Linked DNA regions of Zea mays: regions 1, 2 and 3 are each linked to region 4. The links are chromatin contacts, called in public Hi-C maps. All regions are on one chromosome and are shown on one strand. Each heading gives the region's core, a stretch centred on a gene start, on an enhancer-like site or on the middle of the called end of the contact. The rest is flanking DNA. Distances are from core to core; before and after follow the strand shown. Region 1 holds the start of LOC100284220 (clathrin binding protein). Region 2 holds the start of LOC100192593. Region 3 holds the start of LOC103647704 (pre-mRNA-splicing factor ATP-dependent RNA helicase DEAH7). Region 4 holds the start of LOC103649249.

Evidence for each region. A called contact is a pair of places that touch in the nucleus more often than the background predicts.
Region 1: a Hi-C map of ear shows a contact between it and region 4, with 2.6 times the contacts expected there. The contact joins the promoter of LOC100284220 here to the promoter of LOC103649249 in region 4. A contact is called at or near these places in 3 of 25 Hi-C or Micro-C datasets (ear, leaf and tassel).
Region 2: a Hi-C map of leaf shows a contact between it and region 4, with 7 times the contacts expected there. The contact joins the promoter of LOC100192593 here to the promoter of LOC103649249 in region 4. A contact is called at or near these places in 3 of 25 Hi-C or Micro-C datasets (ear, leaf and tassel).
Region 3: a Hi-C map of ear shows a contact between it and region 4, with 2.2 times the contacts expected there. The contact joins the promoter of LOC103647704 here to the promoter of LOC103649249 in region 4. A contact is called at or near these places in 2 of 25 Hi-C or Micro-C datasets (ear and tassel).

The regions. Positions count from the first base shown.
Region 1 is chr2:208,962,108-208,964,807 of Zm-B73-REFERENCE-NAM-5.0, reverse strand. It overlaps LOC100284220 (clathrin binding protein), which reads left to right and starts at 1,273. Exons shown (of 10, transcript NM_001157115.1): 1 at 1,273-1,533; 2 at 2,647-2,700. The coding sequence starts at 1,474. LOC103649247 (14-3-3-like protein GF14-A) reads right to left here and starts at 370. Exons shown (of 5, transcript XM_008673560.1): 1 at 335-370; 2 at 39-257. The coding sequence starts at 370.
Region 2 is chr2:209,069,675-209,072,374 of Zm-B73-REFERENCE-NAM-5.0, reverse strand. LOC100192593 reads right to left here and starts at 1,322. Exons shown (of 2, transcript NM_001350133.1): 1 at 739-1,322; 2 at 1-643. The coding sequence starts at 1,119.
Region 3 is chr2:208,944,603-208,947,302 of Zm-B73-REFERENCE-NAM-5.0, reverse strand. LOC103647704 (pre-mRNA-splicing factor ATP-dependent RNA helicase DEAH7) reads left to right here and starts at 1,269. Exons shown (of 16, transcript NM_001361368.1): 1 at 1,269-1,478; 2 at 1,567-1,775. The coding sequence starts at 1,592.
Region 4 is chr2:209,371,709-209,374,408 of Zm-B73-REFERENCE-NAM-5.0, reverse strand. It overlaps LOC103649249, which reads right to left and starts at 1,295. Exons shown (of 9, transcript XM_020548573.3): 1 at 493-1,295; 2 at 341-404; 3 at 167-233; 4 at 18-63. The coding sequence starts at 1,053.

The sequences.
Region 1 (2,700 bases), core at 24-2,523, 410 kb after region 4:
GGAGAGAGACAATCCATGACTGCCTGCCGAACTGCTACCTGTGCAGCCTGGTAGGCGGCGAGCGTGGAGTCCGCGGCGTCCTTGCGCTTGGCGCCGGTCTTGAACTCAGCGAGGTAGCGGTGGTAGTCCCCCTTCATCTTGAGGTAGAAGACCCTGGCGTCCACGGTCGCCGCCGCCGGCACGAGGCGCTCGTCGAGGAGGCGTAGGATCCCCGCGCAGATCCCGGAGAGCTCGGCCTCGACGCGCGCGCGGCACCCCTAGCGACGGCGGGGAGCGAGGACCATGACGACCTGCAGCGCTGGGGCGAAAGGAGGCGACGAGACGTAGTACCGACCAGAAGGATGCGTCCAAGGCAAGACTGTGTCGTCATGATATAGCCGTTGATTAGAAATCCGACGTCTAGAAATATTTGAGCCGACGTGGACAACGTTATAGACGTCGTTTCCGTCCGGCTTTAAAGATAAGGAAATTTGCTCTCGCGCTTGTGTGTGAGACACTGTCAGCCGGGGATCGCTGCTGGCTCTGGCTTGCTGAGGAGCGGCGGACCTCGTGGGGCCACTCGTTCAGGACCAATGTGTCTAGAGATGGCAATGGGTAAAAACCGCTGGGTATTACTTGCCCAAACTCATACCCACGAAGAAAAAATACGCCCGCTAAAAAACCCATACCCATGACAGGTATAAAATTTTGCCCAAACCCATACCCATGCGGGTTTCGGGTACCCAACGGGTTTCCCATACCCACTAACATCAACATAAAAAATAATTCAGCATGTAAATGACAATCAATACATTAATAAGCTAGCATAAAAGGAACAAATGATAACTAATTTTAGCCTAAAATTTATTACATGAAGTTTATTTCAATTAGAACATATTCAATTAATAATATTTTGAGACATATTTATAAGGAATGTTGATTTTAAGGCGGGTTTTAAAAACCCATGTGTTTGCGGGTATGGGTAGTGGAAGAACAAATCCATGCCCACGTACCCGTTGGGTTTCCATTTGAACCCATTAACAAACCCATGGATAGAGAAATTGACCCAAACCCATACCCTAAGGGCCAGTTTGGAAGTCCAAAACCCGGAGGGGATTCAAGGGGCTAAAATTCCCTTCTTATTCAAAATTGAATAAGGAGAAGATTTTAGCCCCTCCAATTCCCTTCGGGTTTGAGGCTCCCAAACTAGCCCTAATAGAGCAAAAATCCACCGGGTTTCGGGTAGCGGGTACCTATTGCCATCTCTAAATGTGTCTTTTCCTAGTCGTTAGCACGGGCTGGGCTTTCGTGGGCCGGGAGTGGGCGACGAACGATGGCTGGCTGGCCGTCCGTGATTGTTTTGGAACGGGCAGCGTGTTTGGTTGGTGCCTGTGCTGTGCCGCCGTTCGTCTCTGGGTAGCGTAGCGACGGCGCCACGGCGGCTTCCGGCTCGTGCGCGCGCGCGCGTGTCCGGGCGAGAAGAGCTGCCAAGGGATGGAGGCGCTGAGGAAGCAGGCGAGCAAGTTCAAGGAGCAGGTCGCCAAGCAGCAGCAGGTTCCTCCGGATCCCGCTCTCTGACATCTGATATTCTTCGTCCCGCGCATCTCGGTTCTGTACAAAATGTGCATGATTTGGGCGGTGTTTGGTTGCTCAATGTCACGCGAGGCTGCCGCCGGGATGTGCCTGAGAGATTGCTTTCCCGGTTTAGGGGGTCTCGGGGTTGTCATGTAGCTGGATCTCAGGGTTCCAACGCGAATTTGCATTTCTTGTACCGCGTGGATCTGCGAGCCCTGGGGGTCGGAGAGACCTGTTTTTTTAGGATGCACTATATCTTTTTGTGTTCTGTTGTAGCTTGCTAATTTGGAATGTGAATTGTTTATTAATCATTATAGCTCTAGTGTCAAGCGGACGTTGCAGTTCATTGATTCCATGGCTGCGGAAAATTAGTTACCATAAGGTTTTGTGTTTGGAGCAGAGGCATGGATTTGTGCTTCTAGTGACAGCGGTGGCACAGTATTAATTGATACTTGTGGCACAGCATGGGTCCATACCTGATGGAAGCGCTGTAAGGACAAATTGGGTGTCTATGTATTTACATGTGAGATGTGTTCCTTCTACAAGTTAGCATTTGGTATCTCACTTTTTTGGACTCTGTTGTGCTTGGACAATTGTGTTCTGCAATAATATGTCTACCTACTATACTATTATTTGTTGTCCATCTTTAATTACTTCCATGATGATCTTTATGGATAAGCTGTTATGCTGCTATATATGGAATTGACTAGGTACTCTTTTTTGTTGTTGCGTTTTTGCAGTTTCAACGCTTGTTTGTTTGTTTTTTAATTACAAGAAGCCAAGTAATGTACATGCTTCCTGCTATCTTATACTAGTTGCCTAAAGGCGTGCATGTAAAATTTAAACATTCTGACAAAAGAGGTTATTCTACAGCTTCATTATATTTTGTTTATTCTTGAGTTCTTCTGTATGTATCACACAGTGGAGGCAACAACTATCATACCACAAATTGAGACGCTGGGAACTTTAAAATGATATCAGCTATAGCCTTGTAGGCAGCTACTGTTTTGAAACAACAAATTTGTGGTTGCAATGTTCACTAGTGCTTTGAGGTCAATCATTTCCTTGCTTACATTTGTGATTTTTTTTCAGGCTGTTATAAAGCAATTCAGTACTACTGGCTATGAGCGGTCAGATTCCATTGTA
Region 2 (2,700 bases), core at 73-2,572, 300 kb after region 4:
ACACCTTCGATGGCCTCTTGCCGGCGAGCTCGGCGGTGTCCAACGCTCCAGCAACCTTCTCCTTGAACGCCGCGACCTCTTCCTCGCTGAAACCAACCACTCTGTTGCTGCCATCGTCGTTTCCCCCACAGTCATCTTCTCCACTGTCGTCGACCTCAAGCGGACCTAGGCTGACACCACCGGCACATCTCTCCGTTCTCAGCGACCGGCGCAACAGCTCAACGACCATCCTCTTCTGCTTGAAGATGGCGGCGAGGGTCTTGTTCTTCTGCCCGAAACACACGCGCGTGAACGCCAGCCACTCGCTGACGTCGACCCCTGGCACGGTGCCCCGCGGCCGGATCTCGACGAGGGACGAGTCCACCCGGGGCATGGGCACGAAGTCCCTCTTGCTCACGTCCATGAGCAGCCTGACGTCGGCGACCAGGCGCACGTTGGCCGCCAACCGGTTGTACTCCCCGTCGCCCGGCGCGGCCACGAGCCGCCGCGCGAACTCCTTCTGGAGCAGCAGCGTCGCCGTCCGGAACCGGTAGGGGCCGAACAGCAGCTTGGCGATCAGCGGCGAGGAGATGCCGTAGGGGATGTTGGCCACGCAGACGTCGAACTCCGGGAACTCTACCTCCACGGCGTCGCCCGCAATCACCTGCCGAACACGAGGGAGGGGGAACCGTCGTTCTCAGTCAGCAAGCTTTTCCTTTTAGACATTCTGTCGAGCGAGTGGCGGGCGGGCGGGCGGACCTTGAACTTGTGCGCGAGGCCGAGAGCAGCGGCGCGCGCGGTGACGGCCTCGACCATGCGCGGGTCGATCTCGACGGCGGTGACGCGCGCCGCCTGGGACGCGAGGAGGCGCGCGGTGAGGTTGCCCGTGCCGGGCCCGACCTCGAGGACGGCGTCGCCTGGACTGATGGCGGCGTGGCGCGCGATGGCGTCGAGGACGCGCGGGTTGGTGAGCAGGTGCTGCCCGCGCGGCTTGTGGAGCCGGAAACGCCCGTCCCACGCCTCTGATGTGGACGCCCCAAACTCAGGCGACGACGAGGTGGCGGTGGCGGCGGTGGGGGTGTAGAGGTAGGCTTGGCGGACGGCGCGGCGCGCCCAGAGAGCGGAGACGGCTCGCTTCATGTCTCGACTGCAGAGCTGCTTGGTTGGCCTGCTTGTACGACTGCAGAGGCGCTCGATGTCCCCGGCGTGTATCGGCAGCACCAGGTCCGCGCGCCACGGTCGACCCACTCTCAGTTTCGTGGTGTTTGCCTGTGTCAGGCTTCGCCCCTGCGCTTTCCCCGTTGATTGCTTCCTGGCCGACGCGCGATCCTAAAATGTTTGTGTCAGGCGACTCTGCCCGCATCGGTTTTTTTTTTTTTGGAGTAGTACAGGATGGATAATGTTTGAGATTGCTTACTGTGGCCGGCCTGCAGGTTCGTAGTGCTTACCCTGAGTGAATGGTTTGAGGGTGACTACTGTGGTGTCTGGTGTATGTATGCAAAATCGTTTGCCGCACTGGTCTGATGGTTCTGTTATACACGACTACACGCTACTGCTATTTAGGCCATATTTATTGGGAGCATATCGAATGCAAATACGTTTTTGGTACAAATCATGTGTAAATCTACTATTTTTTTTTTTGAAAATATCTGAAAAAAATAATATACATCTCAGCTAAGTTCATCTATACATAAAATTTTATTTTATGGTAAAATTTATCTTACTCTATCAGCTAAAAAAGATAAAATTTCTGACAAACATTAACCCTTCAAATGCACCAAAATCCGTGGGCTGACTGACGAGGCACTTGTACCTGTACTACTACTTCATATACATCCACTACCACTAGTGGGAGGCCATGCTCTGTCGATCATGCGGTGGCAGCAGCAGAAGCAGCGGCTGTGGATGGATGGGTGAGGCGCTAGTGACCCGAGAATCTCCGGGGAATACGAGGCCTGACTGCCTGAGCTGAGCGCGACCGCTTCTAGTGGGCGGGGCCGATGAGTAAGGCGCCGGGCGGAGGGGATTGTGTGACATGTCGCCATGTCGGCTCCGCCCTGGGACGACATGTCAGTTTCAGTGTCATCGTCGCCCGGTAATTGATGCTGGCGCTGTGCCTTTGTTTTGTTCAGTCGCCGACTCGCCGTGGGCGTCTTGGGACGCTAGTCAAGAGTGACTGTCTAGCAGGAGAGCAGGGGAGGGGGCGCCGGCGGCGCGCATCGCATGCATGCTGACCGGTACGGTGCATGCAGGGGCCCAGGCGGAAGCTGCTGCGACTGCGACCCACCTTCTGAGGCGGTGGCCCGGTTGGGCCGCGTCTCCTCCACCCCCATCATTCGCGGCGATGAAAAAGCCGCGGCAGGCCCACGATCGTGTTCGTGTTGGTGGTGGGTGCGCAGAGAACCGGCCGGGTTTTGGCAGTGACTGACGAGGCACACTGTGGCGTCCCTCACTCCTCAGGCCTCAGCTACTAGGCATGGCAGCAAGGCCACCCAACATCCGCTGTGTGTGCCTGTGTGTGTGTAATGCATGCGTGCCCAAAATGACTCTCGTGCCTAGCTCCCACCCTGTTTTCTCGTTTTTTTATGTGTTTGTTTTCGGCGGCAAACTTGTTTTTATCTAGCTACGACTACTGTTTTATTTGCTGTTAATTTCTTCTAAGCTGCTTTCCTTTCCGAAGCATCCAAACAGGAGGATGCTGTGCACGCGCGCGGTGATGAG
Region 3 (2,700 bases), core at 20-2,519, 430 kb after region 4:
ATATGCGAATTCATAATCTAAACTATCACACTCTACAAGATGTATAATATAGGCAGTCGATTTTGGCATCTCTTTAAATCGACTTTCACAGGCCAAAATCCGTTGGTGTAGCTGAGCTATTGAAAAGAACTGAATGCCATCTAATTCGTCTATTAAGTACAATAATAACCCACTAAAAGGCAGTCCTGTTGGCTCTTTTTATGCGACATGGATTCGAAAATATCGGTTTCTAGTGTCCTGAAACCTCCAGATATAATCTTTAACCGATTTTTCGCGTCAATGTCGGACTAAGGCTGAATCAGACAAACCTAATTCATATTCTCGGGAAAAGAAATGCTCATGAAATTTACTCTCTAAGTCATTCTAGAAATAAATGGATTTAGGAGGCACGGTGGCGTACCATGCAAAAACGGTATTAGTAAGGGATAAAAAAACAACACGAAAGGCCAAAGCCATGCATTTAAGCTCGTCAGGACCAGTTTATAATATATACCGATACTAATTATGCTACATAGTACATATATTTATGTAATTCGGTACATACGTAAAAATCTATTACCTGTTGAATGAGTACAAAATTAATATGGCAAAAATGTACGACCAGATCAAATGATCCAGTTATCCTAATTCACATCAGGACTTGAAGGACCATAATAATATCAATTATGTTGACTTGCTAATATATGTATTTATACAATGGCACTTGTATTTGTGATTAATTTTCATGACTTTTTGAATATTTCTATATTAGTATTAAATTTTATGTGGATGTACGACTTTTGTGAATTTTCGAAGTCAACCGCGGATACATATTACGTTTTTTATCTATGAATTTTATACTTCGATTGTAACCGGTGTGTTTTCCATACCAAATTTAATTTTCGATGTTTTTGAATTATTGATGTCGTTTTTATTTTCGAAGATATCGTTTTTATTTCGTTTTAAAATAAAAATATGAAAACATAAATGATTTTGTGTTTAGACCGTTTTCACCGTAAAAGGCACAAGCACAAGTGCATGCATACATTGTGCGTTCGCTTCCGTAGTACAGGGCCCCCATGTGCGCCTTGCCGCCTTGCCTCCACTCCACACAACCGTGTCAGTACGGCACCCGGACAAGAGGCAAACGGCAAACCCGATCGGCCGATCCATTCTCCAACCCTAGCCGCCGGCCGCCGCCACCTACCCGGCTACCCCACGTTTCCAGTCCCCACTCCCTCCGCCGGCGCATCCTGCTTCCAGCCTCCATCGGCGCATCCTGCTCCTGGCCTCCCGCCACCGGCGCATCCTTGCTCCCGGCCTCCTGCCACCGGCCGCATCCCCAGGGCCGCGAGATCCTGCTCCCGCCACCGGCCGCCGCAACCTGCCAGCGTCCAGGGCACTCGCCCCCACCATCCGCCGCCGCCCCCCACCGGCAGTCGCAACCTGCCAGCGTCCAGGGCTCCAGGCAAGGGCCGCCACGTGACCACGTCTCGCAGGTGCGTTTGCAGTTTGCTGTGCAGGTCCCTTGCACATGTGACAGGTTGAGCAGTGAGCACTTATAATTTATAAATTTAATCTGTGCAGGTCAGCAGGTCCCTTGCCTCCTTCCATGGCGCATGCTGGTAGGAGCGGAACCGGCGCTCAAGCACAAGGTGCCCCGAGGCCGAGCAGTCATCAAGTTCCCTCAAAGACAAGTGCTGTGGCTGCAGGAGGTTCCTCAAGTGCACCTACACCGACGAGTGCTGCTGCAAATGCAATGCCATCTTCAAGTGCTCAAGCTCCACCATCAGAAGGTACATAACACGTAGCCTTAATTCTTAAATGATGATGATGTACAAGTTGGATGCAAAAGGAAGCTGAAACCTGATGTGTGTCTTGAATTTGAACAAGTAACAGTTGGTGGTAAAATGAAATCTGAATACACTTGATGTAAAAAGTTACTTGTTGGACATAGTAGAACCGTGTGATATCCTGACCCCTGTGATGGTGATTTCCTGGCTCAAGCCTTAATAGAATTAATAGAGTATCCATACCAACAAGGTGCATCTTCTTTTTCGGAAGCCTAAAGAACCTCCAAATTAAGTGTGCTTGACATGGAGCAATTTTGGATGTTTAACTGACCGGGAAGTTTTCTCGGGTGCGCATGAGTGAGGACAAAGTGTGCATAAAAGACCTGTGTTGGTTTGTGGGGACGATATATGATCCTAGAGAGTTGCAAGGAGTAAGCACCGCTGGTTCAGGATTGGACGGGGTGTTACAAGTGGTATCAGAGCCGACCCTCGCGGTTTTACGGGCGTGTGTGGGTTAGGGGGTTCGGGTATATGGCGCATGGCGCATGTGGGTCCAGAGTGGTCACATGTCATGGCATATGACGACACTAGACACACAGACTTGACTAAGAGGGAAGGTTTCTAGATTATGGTTGACCGACGAGGACGTCGGTCTTCTAAGAGGGGTGGATTGTGATATCCTGGCCCCCTGCGATGGTGATTTCTTGGCCCAAGGCTTAATAGAATTAATAGAGTATCCATTACCAACAAGGTGCATCTTCTTTTTTGGAAGCCTATCTCGAAAGAACCTCCAAGCTAAGCGTGCTTGGCTTGGAGCAATTTGGTATGTGTGACCGATTAGGAAGTTTTCTTGGGTGCGCATGAGTGAGGGCAAAGAGTGCACAAAAGACCCGAGTTGGTCTGTGGGGATGATATATGATCCTAGAGA
Region 4 (2,700 bases), core at 46-2,545:
GGGTTTGGGGCTCTTACCTCCTCTGGATCCACAGGCTCCGCAAACACTCCATATGTATCCTTCCTGCGGAATAGAACAGTGGCAAAAGGGAAGAAATCGCGCTCATTAAAACTTGATGCAACAAATACCATCTTGCGTTTCCGACAAAGATGTGTGAAACACGCACTTTTGAAGTTTCTCGAGAATCATCTCCAGCGCCTTCCGGTCCGGCAGTGGCGTCGTCCTCGCTGTCCCTGAATCCACCAAGCGGGAAAAAACAAATAAGATTTCCACGAAGAAAGGCGCTCAAAAATCAATCATCGAACAAGCAGAGGCCGAGCAAGCGGAAAGCAAATCGGACCTGGCACCGAAGACCGCTTCGTCCGCGGCGCGCTCGCGGGGTCGCTCCTACCACCAGCAACAACCTGGAAGAAGCGCAGATCTAGCGTTAGCGAGCAGCTGCGCGGTGAAGCAAAGGCAAGGCTGGCGGCTTATCAGGGGGGCATGGCCCACCTCGCGATGGCGAGATCTGTCGGCGCGCGGCTCGATCCGGCGCTTCTTGGGCGGCTTGACCTGCTCCTCGTCGCCGCTTCCGTCCCCGGCCAGGTCATCAGCCCCGTCGGAGCCGTCAGAGTACTGTGGGGGGAGTGGGGCCCGGCGGTGATTCTGGTCCGGGGGCAGCTGAGAGAGCTTGACGACGAGCTTGAGCTTGCGCCGGCGCCGGTCGGAGACCGAGGAGCCGGCGGCGCCACCGTCGCATCCGGAGTCGGAGCTGGACGGCTCCGGCGACAGCCCCCGCTGGCGGGGGCGAGAGGGTGAGGAGGACGGCGAGGAGGGGAAGGGGAAGAAGTCGTCGACGAGCGGGCGGGAGGAGGGGGCGGCGGCGCGGCGCGGGCGGAGCGAGCGGCGGGGCGGCGGCGACGGCGAGCGGCCGCCGCCGCCGCGGTGGTGGTGGTGGAGCAGCAGCATCTGGGACGAGGCGGCGGCGGCCCTCCGGCGCGCGGGCTGGTGCTGGTTCTGGCGCCTCTCCGGCGATGGGGATGGCGACGGCGATGGTGACGGCGACCGCGGCATGGCTGCCTGCCTGCTGCCGTCCGCGTCTTGGCCTCCTTGGGGTTTGGTTCGCCTGCCTTCTCTCTCTCTCTCTTGCTCGCCTTTTTTTTTTTGTTTGTTTAGCAATTCTATCGCTTGCGTCTCTGCGTGTGCATCTCCCCTCCCTCTCTCTCTCTTCCCTAGCTTCCACACACTCTCTCTTCCTATCCCTATCTCTTCTCTCTCCTAGCGACTTGCACCAACCACTACGGCTATCAGTCTACTTTTGCTGCTCTCTTTCTCTCTCCTCCGGGAGGACGATGAGCTTGGTCCATGGAAGGGTGAGATTATTGCCGACTGCTGCTGGTACATCAGAATTGAATTAGCGTATAACTTCTGCCAGAGCTTTGTCGACGGAGTACTGATAAACATCTTAAAGAGCAAAAGGTTTTGATAAAAAAAATACATAAATACACTAGCTACACAATGTACGTGCTATTAAATGATTAGATACATTTTGAGATTTGTACACGTTTCTTGTGCTTCAGCGTTCCACACAAACCACTCAGGTTTTGAGCTTGCAATGTTCTCTTAATCTTAGAACCACTCTCAGGTTTCATGTTGGAATGATTGTTCTTTTTCCATGTTAATCTAGATTGTTGCTTCCCTTGGTCAAACTTAAGGATGCGCTTTGACATCCAGGTATTCATTGTCTTGGTAAAAAAATTTCCCTAATTCAAGAGTGCCTATAATTAAATAACCAAATGTAGAATTTGCACAGCACGTTAACTATAGAAGACCAGCACGCGGGTGGCATCCTCTCTACGCATAACACTTCTTTTCGCTACGTATGAATTTCAACAAACACCAGGCTACACTTTGGTTGCTTCCCTGTACTGTTTGAGTGGTTATAGATAAAAAAAACAAAAAGGAGCGCGTATTTGAGTCTTTCCCGTTTGCCGCCAAAGAGCCTCCGGGACAGTAGACAGATCTAGGGTTCGGTGCACTGGTGCATGCGCCAGGTCCACGTAGCGGCCAGCCAGACCGCGTCGCTTTCATATTTTTTTTCTCTCTCTCCTCCAATTTTTCTCCGCTCGGCTTTCGATCTGCTCTGACAGCACGACAATTTCTGGTCCTTTTCATATTCGATATATATATATATTAAAAATACATGCTCGTCTTTGCCGGGGTCCAGCTCCTCCTTTCCCACATGGCCTGCTAGGGGCACACGCTTTGCTTTACACCAGGAAATTTCGCATGGCCTCCTCGCGCTTTCTATTGCCGCTGCGCCTCTAATCTTTTGTTGACTAGCGAGCGAGCACATGGTGTCGGTATTCAATGCCTGAGCGCAAAAGCCGCGGCAAATCTATTGTTTAAGCCAAATATTCTGATGAGTAAACCAGAGTGTGGGTGGGTGTCTTTGAGTGGAGCGAGAAGAATTGTCAAATATTCTGAGTAAACAGTGACAAGTGGCGTGCAATTTGGGGTGGCCTTGGAACGAAACTCTAAATTGACCCTGAATTAAGTGTGAAATTTGCAAAACATCCTCCATTGTTTGTTTCTTCTTACACTTTCGATAGCCTCATTCACATTTTTCTAATCTGATTCGAAGACTAAATTAATTCATGTACATACGTACACAGTACGCATAAGATGTATTAGCATGGTGTGAAATTGGAGTTGTTTATC